Linked DNA regions of Delphinus delphis: region 2 is linked to region 1. The links are chromatin contacts, called in public Hi-C maps. All regions are on one chromosome and are shown on one strand. The core of a region is the stretch at or near the end of the contact, and the rest is flanking DNA. Distances in the headings are between cores, read along the strand shown.

Region 1 (7,562 bases), core at 1,923-4,422:
AGGAAGGATTGCGGTACCCATAGTACTTGCAAAAATTCCCATACTGGAACTTGCACTGTTGCTTTTTGAAGCCCGCAGCAGGTAGTGGGTGGAGGTGGTGGCGGCCTCCCCCACTCCCTCGGCCCTTTTCCTTGGGACCCTGGCCTCCACCCCTAGCCCCTGCCTCTGACTTGCTGGAAGTCCTGCGACGTTTGCGATGTCGTGAGGAGGAAGACGAGGATGCAGAGGTAACTGAGGCAGCTGGAGGGGCTGAAAGGGAGCCTGAGGGACCCTGTAGGGCAGATGGAAGGGGAGACACGACCTCATCCCTGCAGTTGATGGCTGTGTTGAGTTCATAGGGTTCGGGGGCGTCCCGGTTCTGGCCTCTATGCTGCTGCTGCTGCTGCTGCGGGGTGCCCTCCCCATGGAGTGAGGAAGTGAGGGGGGCTGTGGGCAGCACGGAGTGGCTATCATTCCCTCCAGCTGCCTGCTGCTGCTGCTGCTGCTGCTGGTGGTGCTGTCCCCGGTGTCTATGCCGCTTCCGACCAGTCTTGAGTGGCGAAGCAAGGACTACTTGGGCCTCATCAGTGCAAGTATTGAGACTGAGAGGGTCTGTAATATCTTTGGGGATGAGGATCTCCACTGGATCTCGCCCCTTGGCCGGAAGTGGGGATGACTTAGGGGTCTCCGCATTGAGTGCGCGGCTCACTTCCTCATCCAGGAGACTATTCAGGTTCAATGGATCAAAGATATTGCCCCCCAGGAGGAAGTTGGAGGGTAAGACAGAGTCACAGTCCGAATTGACCCGCCTGCGCCTCTTGAAGGCCGGATGTTTGAAGCCTCCACCACCTCCCCCTACATTACAGCTATTTCTCCTCTTGCCCCCACCTCCCCCAGGGGGCCGGTGGGGCTGATAGCCATTACGGGGTCGAGGAGGAGCAGGGGGGCCCAGTTCTGTTCCGCCCCCTCCCCGTCGCTCCTCCCCCACGTCCGGGGGAGCGGCTCTCCCGGGGGGATCCGACAAGCAGGCCTCCCCGTGCGACTGCGCCTGGGGGCCGCCCCCTCGTTGCTGCTGCGACTGACCGCCCCGAGGGGTGGGTGCAGCCCCGGGGCTCTCCTTGCCGGCCTCAGAAGCCGGGGATCCCGCCGAGTGTGCGCGCGGGCCCGGCCCACGCTGTGTTCCGCCGCGGAGCTCCCCGGAGGCTGCCTCTCGGTGCGGTTGCACAGTGGGGCCGCCCCCTCCGCCCGACTCATCTTTAAGCGGCGGCGGCGGGGCCGGCACCAGAAACGGCTCCTTCTCCGCCGCCATCTCGATCATTTCCTCCCCTTATTCCGTCCCAGTCGAGGGCAACCGGGGGGACAGGGGGCTTAACCCCCCTTCCTAAACCCCGCTCGCTTCCCCCCCTTTCGCGAGTGCGCGCGCAGTTCTGCTCTTCTCCCCTAGTCTCGCGCCCAAGCGCCTCCCCCGAAGCGCGCCCTACTCGCCCGCGAGACCAAAACAAGATGCCCGCGAGACCCGAACAACTCGAGGAATCAACCGCGCGTGCGCCGACCCCTTTCTCCACTACCACTACCGCTTCGCCGCGAGCGCGCACTGCTGGGGCGCGTTCCTCTCTCCCTGGAATCACGCATGCGCACTCCGACACCACCCTGGTTGCGCGCGCATCGGAGTACGAACCAACTTAACGGCTCCGGGAGTTTAAATATAGCCCCCTCAGCCCCCCCAAAAGCCCACCACCCCAAACTGACACCCTACTTCCCTTCGCAGCTATGTCCGTCCCTACTGATATCCTTTGTCTCTGCCGCGCGATCCCACCCACCGTAGGCGGGGGACGGGGAGCTGGTGTGAAAAGGTCTCCTTGACACCCGACCCTTGTTCCTGAGGAATGAGTCTCAGCGGTCTCCGCCCGGCTCTAAACCCAGCAACCTCCCTACCCCGCCTCCTTCCTCCCCCTAGTGGGCAGCGCCTGCGCACACCCTTTTGGGCTTGCGCGGGTAGATGCAGCACGTGCTGGAGATGACGCCCCGCCCTCCGTCCTAGGGGCGGGAACTGTTACGTTGCTTCCTCAGGTTTGGTACACGCATCATGCGTCAGCACGACTCGGAGGGGTGTGGCTAAGGAACGGGGCGGCCCTCATGAATTATTCATGACCTGGTTGCCCCCTGTGTCCACCTATTTAGAAGGGCTTCCGAGGGAGTGGAGGGGGTGAACCTAGAAGTAGGGGAGGGGAAGGAGCGGAGCGTACTGCCCGTCTTCCTACTAACTGTTCTCAGTATAATACGACAGGTCATTTTAACTCACCCCCTTGAAAATATTCTCTGCTGAACAGGAAAAAAAAAAACTAAAACAGGCAATGTTGTCCAACTTCCTCTTCCCTCGAAATGGCCGAGTAGTTCTCTCGCTCCTCCGCCTTCCCCCAATCGCAATCACCTGGGGACACTACGCCCTCCTCTCCGCCTCCCCATCCACCGCCCGGACACCAACGCCTCCGCCCACCACCCGACGTCTGCGCACGAGCCCCCCAGCCCGCGGAGAGCGACCCCGACGCCCACCACAGCCACCAATAGCAGTACACCCACCACCACCGCCCCCTCGTACGCAGGCCTTCCCAAGCACACGTTGTGGCTTCGCGCCGCCTTATATAAAAACGAATGTGGGCGGAGAAGAGGCTTTGGCCTGCTTTGGGGACCCCCTGCCTCAGTCAATGGGGACGAAGCTACTCGACGGCCTTTCCAGAGGGTGCTTTGTGGCTCGTTCTCCTTGCCAACAGCGCTTGGGGTGCGGGTCCTGTGGCTGAGAAGAGGGAGGAAGAGGCGAGAATGGGGTTAAGGATAGTCTCAAAATAAAATATCAAAATAAGGGCATGAAGGAGACTAAGAGGAAGAATGGGAATCAGGGCACGATTCCCAGAGGAAGGAAAAGGCAGTCTCGGGCACAGAGTAAAGTTAGTAAAAGGAATATGTGCATCTTGAACGATCAGGCGCTATTGCTGCCACCTAAAAAAAGTGAGGCCACCGAGGATTATGGGATTTGTAGTTTTACAGGGCGTTTTGTTGGAAGATGGCGGCAATAACTCAGCTGCGCAGACGCAGAAGCCGATTCCAGTTGCGCATGCGCCTTACCTCTGCGAGCAGGCCTCCGGTGGGGGTGGAGGTGGAGCTTGTGCGCGGCCTCGCGCCTTTCCCTGGTGGCGGGAAAACTGGCTCGAGGTTTGAGGGGCTTGGAGAATCTCTGCATTACCCAACTCTGCTCCTCGCCCTTAGGTTCTCATCTCTCCAGAAGGTAGTTCCGCTTGCAGCTGAAGGTGCTAGGCGTGGCCAATCCTGACACCTGTCGCCTGAGAAGTTTTCTCTTCAGGGTGCCGTCCAACTCTTAACCCCTGTCCTCAGAATCTCTAACCGCAAACTTACTCCCAACAAACAAACAAAAGTAACTCAATATCACGGCGGGCGACGACGGACCTGAGGGAGAATGCGGATCCTGGTGCTTCCGCGGGTTGCGGGTGGGAGCTGAGGGGAAATTCTCTCATGGCGGGGGAGTTGTTGATGGGGAAGAGACGCTAGAAAGCCACTCTTTTACCCTTTGAGGGGAGTCAAGGACTTTTGGCTCTGTGGTACCTCCGGTCTTAAATGTTGTGCTTAAGACGGAATTGGTGAGGGAAGAGAGAGGGGAAAATGTGGGTCCGTCAGAGTTCTTCCCTCTGGTTTATAAGGTGGAATCAGGCCTTTTATTGTTCCAAACGTCACCTTGGTGCTCTGTGAGTCAAAATGCTGCCGGAGTCTGGGAGTCCATGGGCATGACCCCTTTAAGCGAAAACAACACAAAAAGGCTAGTTTGAGGTCGGCAATAGTTTGGGGCCAGTATGCAAGCTTTCCGGGAGTTAGATAGCAAGGGTCTGAACCAGGATCAGGGTCCTAAAGAAAGAGTCTGCTTGGGTGATAAGTCCCCGTATCTCCGTGCTTCCTTGCACTCTCTGAACCGAGAAGCTTTAGTCACCATTAATTTATTTATAAGATTATGTAAAAGGTTTAGTTCAGGTAGTTATGACAGTAAATGTCTTGTTAGGTAGTCTGTTATGGGCAGTAAGCGTAGCGGGGATCATTTTTTCCTTCTGTCTTGTTAAAAGTTTTAAATCATGCTTGCTGAGTGCACATGAGAGAAAGAAGAAAGAGACAGGAAGGAAGGAAGAGAGAAAGAGAAAAAGAACTCTTACTGACGGAGGAATGATAATGAGCAGGGATCTACATACCGTTAGACATTAAGACAAAAATCAAACTCCAGCTTAAAGGATATTTAAAATATAGTCTTTATTTATTTATTTAAGAGTTATGTTTTATCTGGTGGCCATATGGAGGACTTCAAGCCTGGGAGGCAGCATCTCAAGTAACCCTGAGAAAACTGCTCCCAAAATATAGTCTTTATTTATTTAGTTTACAATATATATTTACTTATTTTTGTATGTGTCTATCTACTCCCACTAGAATGTCAGCTCAGTGAGAACAGAAACTCGATCTTTCTTGTTCTCTGCTCAAAATATAGTCTTTTTTTTTTCAAAATATAGTCTTTAAATACAGTTTTTTGAGGCTCACGGAGTCTGTGTTAGAGGACAATTCTAAAGGGTTTCTTTTGTTCTTTTAGACCAAGGATTCCAGGGACAATATAAAGAGGGAATAATTGGATACTTAAGAGGGGAGAAATTTGTGAACATATTCTAAATGGGGGAAAGGGAGAGGAGGATTAATGCTTTTTGAAAAATATTGACAAGACTGAATTTATTTAGCTAGATCAATTCTCAAACATTTTGGTCTCAGAATCCTTTTATACTCTTAAAAATTATGAAGGATTCCAAACATTGGTTTATATCTATTTATGGATCTATTGATACTAGTATATTAGAAATTAAACTGAGAAAAAAATTAAACATTTATTTATTAATTTTAAAATAACAATAATAAACCCATTACATAATGTTAACGTAGATAATATTTTAATGAAAATATATTTTCCTAAATGAAAGAAAATTTAGTATGAAGAATGGTGTTTTACATTTTTGCAAATCTCTTTCATGTCTGGCTGGATTTTCATCTGTTTCTGAATTCAATCTGTTATGATATCTTGTTTTGGTTGAAGAGTATGAGAAAACCCAGCCTAACACAGATAAGTAGTTGAAAAAGGGAGGGGGCACACCATTGTAAAGTAATTATACCCCAATAAAGATGTTAAAAAAAAAAAAAAAAAAAAGGGAGGGGGCCCTCAGGGGTCTTTAGATCGCACTTTGAGATCTGCTGAGCTAGGTGATTTCATTCTATAATCAGTGTCATGATTTTTAGTGTTCTAAATGAAAGAAAACTATTTTTTGGAATAGCTCATTCACCTTCCCTTGGTTCCCTTTATTATTTCTAAGTTATTTTCCCCTCCTTATTCACCCTTCTTTCTTATGTCAGTTCAATAGTTAGGATCTGGTTATGGAACTGTCACACTTAAAGCTTTATTGGATTTTTTTGTCTCTCTTTTTTCATCTAAGGTCAGAAAAAAGAAATTAAAACCTCAAATGTTATTCCTGGGTCTAGAGCCCCCAGTCATTTCCTAGCTGGCCAGGTGAAAGTTGGTGGTATTTTGTATATTTATTAACTTCCTTAAAATTGTTTTTCTCTCTCTGAAGTAGATTTCAACATTCGTTATTGTGGAAGAAAATACTTCGCCTGAAACAGAGGAGCAGAGACTTGACTTGTCAGACGGTGACTTCCAGATTTTCCCTTCTCTATTGATCAGGTTAGAGATTTTATTTAAAAGTAATGTTCTTCATCACACCCTCACTGTAGGTTAAGGAAAACCAGTATTCATTGCTGCTTGTATATTTACTACATCTTATTAACTCAACGATGATCCACAATTTTATCTAGCTGCTTGGGGCTCCAGTAACACACTTTTGCCTAGAGAGGTCAGTATAGGTTTAGATAATGATTTGAACCTAAATATTGGAAAAATTTTGCCTTTTTAGGTTGATTAAAATACTCTTTTTATTTTAAAAAATCACTTTGAAATGGTGGTATATGTATAAAATGCTAGAGTTACACAAGAGGGTACAGTAGAGAGCTCATTTCCACCCCCAGCCACCCGTTTCCAGTCTGCTGAGACACTTTTGTCAGTTTCTTGTGTATTCTTCCAGAGATAGTTTACGGATACACAAGGATCTTATATAGAGGAACATTTAAAAAAATCAAATTTTGTCATCTCAGGTACACTAATTTTCATTTTGTTTTTCTCATTTAGTATAGTTTTATAATTCTGATTGTCTTCATAGGGACTTCTCAGGATCATTTTTGGAATTCTAGAGTCTGGGAGAAGATATGTTTGTCATTTATTATTATTATTCCTTTTGCAGCCTAATTTTATCCAGTTTCTAGCTTCTATTTAGGATTATCGTAAAGAAGGGACCAGTTTGCTGCAGTGATTCTCCCCCAATGTCCCACTTGCTTTTTTTCCAGTGTCAAATAAGTTTGGGAGTTGGTGGTGAAAAGTTAAGATGGAAACAATGATAAAATGTGCTCCTTAATATATAGGAAAAGTAGTTACTGCAGAATAGCACATATCAATTATTCGCATTTATGGAATGAAGAAAAGGAACAGAAAAATACCCCAAAAAAATTAAAAATACTTTATATTCAGCCATGCTGTGGCCACACTAAGTCAAGTCTCCAGTACCTTTTGAATTCATCTTGGGATCTGGAGGGAGGAATTCTACACCCTGAACAACTGAGTGTTTAGCTTGGACATTTGAGGGTTGTAAAATTTTCAGCCCCTTTAGAGGGAAGACTGTATGAACCCAAAGATCCATTTTATGCTGCTTTTGGATCTCTTTATAGTGGGAGATGGCAGAGTAGGAAGATTGAGTTTCAGGTCCAGGGCCTTCAAAGCACTCAAAACCAACAGCCAGAAATAAGATCACTGAGAAGAACAGACATGTTATTAGAATTCGGAAGCCAAAACCTGGGTTCATCTTGACTCTACCATGTATTAACACTGAGGTTTTGGGCAAACCACAGCTGGGTAGAAATAATATTAATGGTGGAAAGTGAAAACTGGAAAAATGTACAAGTTCTTGGAACATCACAAGATGAGTCTTGGCACTGTGCTGGGTCACAAATGACTTATAGCTGTGTAGAGATGTTAACCTCTTCAGCCTTTAGTGTGGCTGGAGGCCCCCCACTCCCATCCCTCAGTTGTATATGGATGTGGGCAGCCTGGTCCTTTTACCCTAGAGTACCTAGAAATATTTTCTGTGTTTCAATGTGTACTTTTAATGTATGCTTTACATGTGTGCTGTGATATTAAGGTTATTGTGAAGCACTGAACTACTGAACTAGACGATTGGGATGTAGTGTAGCACAATTCATAACGCAAACTTATAAATCAGACAGATTCTAATCCTGATTTTTACCACTTTATCAATTACTTAATGTCTCTAAATCCCTCTAAGCCTCAATTTCCCCAAATGTAAAATGGTATCAATCTCACAGATTTATTGGGAGAATTAAATGAGATGACATATTCAAAGATTATAGTGAGTGCTCAATAAGTG
Region 2 (7,562 bases), core at 2,663-5,162, 140 kb after region 1:
CTCCCACCCGCAGGGCTGAGATCAGAGGGTGGTGATGGTAAAGGGACCCGACAATGACATGACCCTCCTGTCTCAGGTCAGGGGAGAGCGCTTGGTGGCCTCCCCTCGTCCTCATGTTTACGTTTGCAGTCTGAAGCACTTTATGTGGGGTTTTTTGGTTTTTTGGGTTTTTTTTTTTTGGTTTGTCTGTTCCTGTAACTTATTCTCCAACTACTGCTTCCAACTGAAATAAGACTATTAAATACCTGTTCAGGAGGGAGAAGAATGACTGTTCTTTGTGTGTTGGTGGCAGGAGCAGAGAGCCAGGGGCTCAGAAAGATTTCCTTTAGCATGTACACCAAATAGCTCCCCTCAGTTCCCTTCCCACCCATTTTCTTTTTCTGCTGAGTCCCAGTTTTAGATGTCTAGAGGTGGCCTTGCTCCACTCCTCTGGGCTGAGGCCCTAGAAGCTGGAAGACACATGGGGTGTGACCCTCCTCCCCCAATACACACGACACATCCCTGGGCCTGGGAACATCAGACTCACGTTTATTAGGAGGGAAGGTGAGGAGAGGGAGGTCCCCTCGCCCTCACTCTCCTTAACATAGTACAGAGTCCCCAAGCCTCTGCCCTTCCCGGTAGGGGTGGGGAAGTGGGTGAGCAGACAGCCTTAGTTCTAATGGCAATCAAGAGAGGCGGGGGGAGGTTTGCGTCTTCCTCATCACAGAGGCTCACGGCCCCGTCCACCTCTGCCCCTCGCCCTCTGGCAGGCTCACACGTCAAGGGGCTCCCGGCCTCGGTTCTGCCTCTTCACCACAAACACCCTCTGTCCCGACACGGTCACCAGCAGCGTGTGTTCTCCAAAGACCACTGGAGGGGAGACACACCTTCCCCCGCCCCGGGAGAGGGAAGGGAGCAGAGAGTTAGTGGGGTGCGAAGGCCTCCCTGGGGGTCACCATAAACTGGCTGGGCTCCAAAGCCAAAGAAATTTGACAGTTGCAAGCTCAGAGATTTGAAGATGGGAGGTCTCCATTAAATCCCCTTCTCTTGCTTTCTCATAATTCTGATGCAGGGGTGAATACCAAGGGGAACAGAGTGGCCAGAACCAGGGACTCCAGGGAGGTGGTGGGCGGCTGGTAGGAGACAGGTGCTTTTCCCTGAGAAGAGAAGCCTCGGGGAGCAGCACCCCCCAACACCGTCACCAGGGCCAGGGGCTCACCCGACAGGCGCTTGAAGGGTACGTTCATGCTGTGGTGCAGCCGGAAACCGCAGGCCGTGCTGACCAGCTCAGAGATGGCGCTGGCTGCCTGCTCGTCATTCTCTAGATCCCCAGATGACTGCATGCAGACAGAGGAGGGAAGATGGCAGGAATTAGGGAACAGAATTGGGAGAAAATTCCGAGGACACTTTGGCTCTAGCACTTGTAACCTGCCTCCACTTTCCAATACCCCAAGGTCACCCCCGGTTTTGGAAAGACCCACCTGAAAACTGCCCTGTGACGTTGTTGCCCCTCTTGATGCCATCCTGTTTGTCAACCTTAAAATACCGGGCTTCCTCCTGGGAAGCAGTGACTCTCATCCATTTCTTTACTGACGCTGTTTTCCTAATCCCTGAATCTTGATTTCTCTCCCTGTTCCCACTTACTTGATAAAATCACATTCTCAAACATCAGTGCCCACCCACCACAGACTCGTCCCAGGCGCCGTCTTTTCCTCAGTCTTCCTGTTTGTTGCCCTGTCTGCAGAATCTGAAACATAACATCCCCTTTGTCCCTGAACCCCTTCCTACTACCTAGCCCTTGGGTAATGATGTCACAGTGGCCTGGGCTTCCTCTTTTCTCGTGATGATCTCAACTTCCTCTTCCTACCTCCTCAATATGGGCCTCCCACTGAGTCAAATTCAGCACGCTTTGCTCTCTTGGACATTCTGTACCTCAGTTACCTCATCTGTAAATTGGGGACAACAATACCTATCTTATGGGCTTGTTGTGAGGGTTACAAGAGCATATTAGTAAGATGCTTAGAATAACTCCTAGCATTATATATTTAATTGCTATTATTCTATATCAAACTCAGTGTTTAAAGTTGAGCCACCAAAACTCCCCTTACCTCTCCCCCTCCCCAATCAACTTCCTTTCTTAAGTCCCTGTTTGTTAAGGCACCATAATTCTAGGCTTGAGTTCAAAGTCTTACAGCATGGAAAAGTTATCTCCTCTATTACCTATCTCTAGTCATTACGAAGACATATCGATTCTTCCTTTAAAAAATCTCTTCTCTCCTTGCTCCTTCTCACTGCCACCAGCTGTTTCATACCTAGATTTTGGCAACAGCATCCCTGCTTCGAATCCCTCTCCTTCCGGCTCATCTTTACACCTAATAGAACAATTCCGCTCGATCACTTCATCAGCTGTTTCTGTTCAAAAACCCTTCAAAGCTCCTATTACCCCCCAAGATTAATCCACAGGTGTTAACCCAGCCTTGAAAGTCCTCCCCAATCAGATCTTTCCTTAACATATCCTCTTCTTCCCCCAAACGTTTCCAAATCTTTTCAACATAAACCCACCAGCAATTCAGACAGGCTGATGTCACACTCCTGCAAATATGTCCACCTCCCAGCCCTGAATATGCTCTTTCTTTTCTGCCTGTTCACAACCATCCATCTTTTAAGGCCAGCTGAATTCTTGTCTCTTCCAAGAAAGTTTCCTTGCCAAAACACAAGTTATAACACAAAGGGCTGAATCCTTCACTCTCTGGACTCCTTCAGTTATCTTTACCACGTGCAATACTTTAGCTGAACTTTTAACCTTAAGCCTTGTCTCTCTAGCTGAACTTTTAACCTTAAGCCTTGTCTCTCCAGCTAGTTTGAAAACTTCTAGAGCACTGACACTATATTGTACTGCAGAACAAAATACCAAGCCTCTTCAATAAATACCAAATAAAGACATACTCAAGAATAACTCAGGTAATGTCAGTTATCAACAAACCTGTAACTACTTTGGCTTTGGTAAAGGCAGTAAACCTCTTTTACCTCAAAACAGTTACAGGACTAAGATTCCAGAGATAGATTAATTGATTTAATTCCTGAATTTAATTCCTATATGCCAGGCATGATACCAGGTAAAAATCAAGAACAGAGACAAATCAGGTTAAACTGGGCAACGTTAGAAGGCATCATCGGGCGATGTGTATTGGAGGAGCCCCCCCTCCCTTTTCCAAAACGCACCGCCAGCACTGCGCCTTCACTCAGCACCAGGTAGCCGAGCTGGTCTGGGATTCGCTCCAGCCCCTGGGTCAGTGCAGAAGTCTAGTGGGTAAAGATGCAATCAGTGAGCAGCAGGCTAAGAGAACAGCCCTTGGCAAACCCAAGAACAGCCCTTGGCAAACCCAAGACTCTCTCTTGACAATGGCCCCCAGGCCTCTTTCCCCAGCCAGGGCCCTTCCAGACCCTCTTCCCTCTACATGGCCTTCAACACTTATCTTCCTGAGCCTCCGTCAGTCCTCACTCTCTGCCCCTGGGCTCCACCGGCCTTCCACACCCCACCTTTGCTACCCCACAGACAACTCCCCTCAGTCCGGTCTCCAATTCCACCTGTGGCCCGCCGCTCCCCCTCAGATTACTCCCCAGCCTCTGTACACCCTCCCACCGTCCCCTGCTCAGCCCTCTACGTCGCCACCCCTCCATCTCCATTCCCTCTCGGTCCCGGGGCGGATAGGAGGTGAGGGCGGAGTGCAGGCTCAGGACTCGGCGACCAAGGAGATGGGGGGGCAGGGACACCGAACCCCCGGCGCGTACTCCCGCGCATGCGTCCTCACTCACCATCGCAGCCTTAGGTGCTGGGGGGCGCTCACTGCCAGACGTAGCTTCCGGCTCCAGTCCCAGGTGACGTGATTCCACCCGGCGGTCTCCTCCTCCTGCCTTGCACCGCCCGACTTGAGTCCCGCCCCCAGAATGCGGATTGGAGAGTGGTTACGTCATCAGACTTACTCTGCCAGTGTGGAGCGCCGCTTCCCGGAGGCGCACGCGGATTGGCCGCAGACCCTCTTTAACATTCATCTCCTCTTCCCTCAGCCCCAAAGCGCCGAGATAGGGGGGCATGTCGGCGGAGGGGCGGGCCTGGGGGGGCGGGGCCGGAGGGAGGAGGTTGGGCTAAGGGTTTGTGCCTGCGCAACAGAGGCGGCCCGGGTTCCACCTAGGGCTAGACCGCCCGCAGTGGGACAGTAAGAGAATAGAGTAAAAAAACGTGAAATGCAGATGAAGAGCTATTCAAGTGCTACTCTTGGGCCTACTCCGGGCAGCTCTCTAAGACAGAAATTTGTTCCCAAAGTGGTTTTTTGTCCCGGGATTCTGTAAGAAACGGTGTGATGGTGCATTGATCCCTCGCTAGCCAAGGCAGCTGCAATACTGAATATTCTCTGCCAGGAATAATTAGAAAATGACCTTGGAGTCATTTTTAAATATATGAGTGTCATAGAAATTTTTTCTTTTAATTTAAATAGTTTTTAGGGCTGCTGCAATGTTAATGTGGGTGAGGGAAAATGATAAGTAGTAATAAAACAGTAAATACTTGATGAGGATGTGGAGAAATTGGAGCCCTCATACATTGCTGGCAAGAACGTAAAATAGTGCAGTTGCTGTGGGAAACAGATTGACAAGTTTCCTCTAAAAGTTAAATATAGAGTTACTATATTTATAAATGAGAATTAGATGTAGAAAAGTTAAATATGACCTAAAAATTCCACTCCTAAATACATACCTAAGAGGATTGAAAACATACATTCACACAAAACTTGTACACAAATGTTTATAACAGCATTATTGACAATAGCCCCGAAATGGAAGCAACCTAAATACCCATAAACTGAAGACTGGATAAATGAAATGTGGCATGTCCATACAGTGGAATATTATCCAGCTATAAAAAGGAATCAAGTACGGATCTGTGCTACAACATGGATAAACCTTGAAAACATTATGCTAAGTGAAAGAAATCAGACACACAAGGCCACATATTGTCTGGTTGTATTTATGTGGGATGTCTACACTGGGCAAATCCAAAGAGAGAGAAAGCAGATTAGTGGTTGCCAGGAGCTGAGTGGAGGGGGAAATGGGGAGTGACTAATGGGTGTGAAGATTCTTTTTGGGTGATGAAAACGTTCTGGAATTATAGAGTGATGATGGTTGCACAACCTTGTGAATGTAATGAAAACCACTGCATGGTGAAGCTTAAAAGGGTGAATTTTACAGTATGTGAATCATATTTCAACAACATAAAACAAAGTGTTGTTGCTTGAGGAGAAAACTAATTAGAGAAGATGGATGCCTTTTTTAAAGATGAGGTATGATTATAATATAAAATTTAAATTGGAGGAGGATGTAGAGAAAGTTCTGTGGGGATGCTTGGTCTGCAAAGCCTTCCCTGGCCTTAGATATTGATGACAGTTTGTGGTACCAATTTTTTTTTTTTTTGCACATACTGGTTCTGAGCGTTTCCATCTGTATACCAGCCTAACCCACTCATCCCAGATACTATACAGATGAGGAAGTGGAAACAAGAGAGATTGAGCCTTGCTCACGGCACACAGCTGGCGACTGGCAGAGCCAGATTCCAGTCTAAGTCGGCTGGCGCTGAGGCTGATGCTTTTTCCATTGCTCCATTGGCCAACTACTTTTTTTTTTTTTAAGCTACATTTAATTTTACCTCAGAAATTCCCTGTTCTCATTTTACTTAACACAGAGGAAACTTTTACAGGACATTGCTCATCAGCCATCGTTAGAATTGTTTCATTTTCACAAACAGCTTGAATCATACTACTCATGTAGGGAGCAAAGGTTTTCATCCTTTCATTCAACTGGTGTTATTGAGCACCTTCTATGTACCAGACGCTCTTCTTGGAATTGGAGATACAGCAGTGAATAGAAATAAGACACATTTTTTATTGGTTTCAAGTTGTGAGGAAGAGGGTGAGTCAGATAATAGATAAATATATTAAGTGGTGAAAAGTGCTATGAAGAAAAATGAAGCAAAGTTTCCACTCACAAGACCCAGACCTAGTGAATTCTGTAAAACAGACCTTATTAAAATAATTCCTTTCTTTCCTTAGCCTCCCCACAGTTCAGTTACTTTTCTACAATCACCTCTTTTTGTTCTATCTGGTATAAAAGCACATAGATCTGGCCATTTCTTTGGGTCTTCATTTTCTTGTGAGGGCTCCCAGGTCACATAAAACTTGTACTAAGTAAGCCTGTATGCTTTTCTCCTGCTACTCTGTTTTATGTCAATTCGCAGGCCCAGCTGAAAACCCTAAGGGGGTAGAGGTAAAAAAATTTGCCTGCCCTACACTTTGAAGGTACTTCTAAGGTAGGGTGAGTATTTAATTTTGAACAAAGCACATTAGCCTCCATGATGTGGATGGGCTTCATCCAACTGGTTGAAGATCTTAAGGAAAAAGACTGAGGTCTCCGGAAAAGAAGGAATTCTCATCAAGACTTGAATAACATAGAAACCCTCCCGAGTCTGGCCTGTTGCCCTGTGGATTTCACACTCAAAACTGCAATATCAGCTCTTGCCTGAATTTCCAGGCTGCTGACCTACCCTACAGATTCGAGACTTGCCAGTCCCCACACTTTGTGAGCTAATTCCTTAAAATAAATACTCTCTCTCTCCCTCCACCCCCCTTCGCCTTATTCTCTGGAGAACCCTGACTAATACAGTGGTTAACTTATGGCTGGTTTCTGTGGGCTTGGCATCTTTGCTGCCTCGGTTAGCATTCTTTTTCTTTTCGATTCTGATTTTTTTGGGGTGGTTGTTGTTTGCTTTGAAACTAGACGTCCTTGCCTCTTATTTTCCTAGTACCAATTCTTACCCTATCAAACAGCCATCAACAAACTTCCCAACCCCAAGTCTGCCTTTCTTGATTCTCTTAACCTTGACCCACCCCTTCAACCAACACTTTTCAAAGACTACAGTGCAATTAAATTTTTAAAAATTAATTTTTAAAAAGACTATAGGGTAAGAGTCAGAGTCATGTACTTTGACCCCATAACTGCTCAGCTTGTAAGTGAGCGAGGCAGGCAAACAAAGTGTCACAGTGACGTGTAGTAAGTGCTACACTAGAAATGAGCCCCTTAGGACCCATGGGACAAGGTGTGTGCATTGGGAGGGGTCGAGTTGGGGGTAAATTTTAAAATGTGTGGTTTCCAGTCAGGAGGCTCTGCTAGGCTGAGAGACGGGGTGTTGGGATCATTTGGAAACGGCTTAGACAGAAAGGAGGAGGCCAGCTCTGCCACTGGGATGGACGAAAACATGTTATTTCACACCTCACGATTTGTTCCCTCCTTTTCAAAAGAAGGAAGGGCAAAGAGCAAAGTTAGAGACCACGAGGCCGAAACAAAAAGTCTCTAAAAACCAGAAGGAAATCCTGGGAGCAGCTGGAATAATATAGAAAAAAATTATTCAATTTGTAGGTTAGCAACGTGCTAGGTACTGAGGTAGACACTGGAATTTCAAGGTGGACCAGGTCCTCATCTTCAAGAACTCATTGTCTAAAATAAGCTCAGTGAGCACTCACCAGCGTATTCTTTTT

The links. A called contact is a pair of places that touch in the nucleus more often than the background predicts.
Region 2: a contact with region 1 is called in a Hi-C map of lung, with 2.4 times the contacts expected there. The contact joins the promoter of LAMTOR4 here to the promoter of ZCWPW1 in region 1. A contact is called at or near these places in 2 of 3 Hi-C or Micro-C datasets (lung and muscle).

Annotation. Positions count from the first base shown.
Region 1 is chr15:81,263,602-81,271,163 of mDelDel1.2, forward strand. It overlaps ZCWPW1 (zinc finger CW-type and PWWP domain containing 1), which reads left to right and starts at 3,173. Exons shown (of 18, transcript XM_060033184.1): 1 at 3,173-3,262; 2 at 5,646-5,752. It overlaps MEPCE (methylphosphate capping enzyme), which reads right to left and starts at 1,875. Exons shown (of 4, transcript XM_060032347.1): 1 at 1-1,875. The coding sequence starts at 1,297.
Region 2 is chr15:81,405,546-81,413,107 of mDelDel1.2, forward strand. LAMTOR4 (late endosomal/lysosomal adaptor, MAPK and MTOR activator 4) reads right to left here and starts at 3,913. Exons shown (of 4, transcript XM_060032351.1): 1 at 3,796-3,913; 2 at 3,202-3,282; 3 at 1,199-1,316; 4 at 513-849. The coding sequence starts at 3,798. The coding sequence ends at 752. It overlaps TRAPPC14 (trafficking protein particle complex subunit 14), which reads left to right. Exons shown (of 11, transcript XM_060032348.1): 11 at 1-424.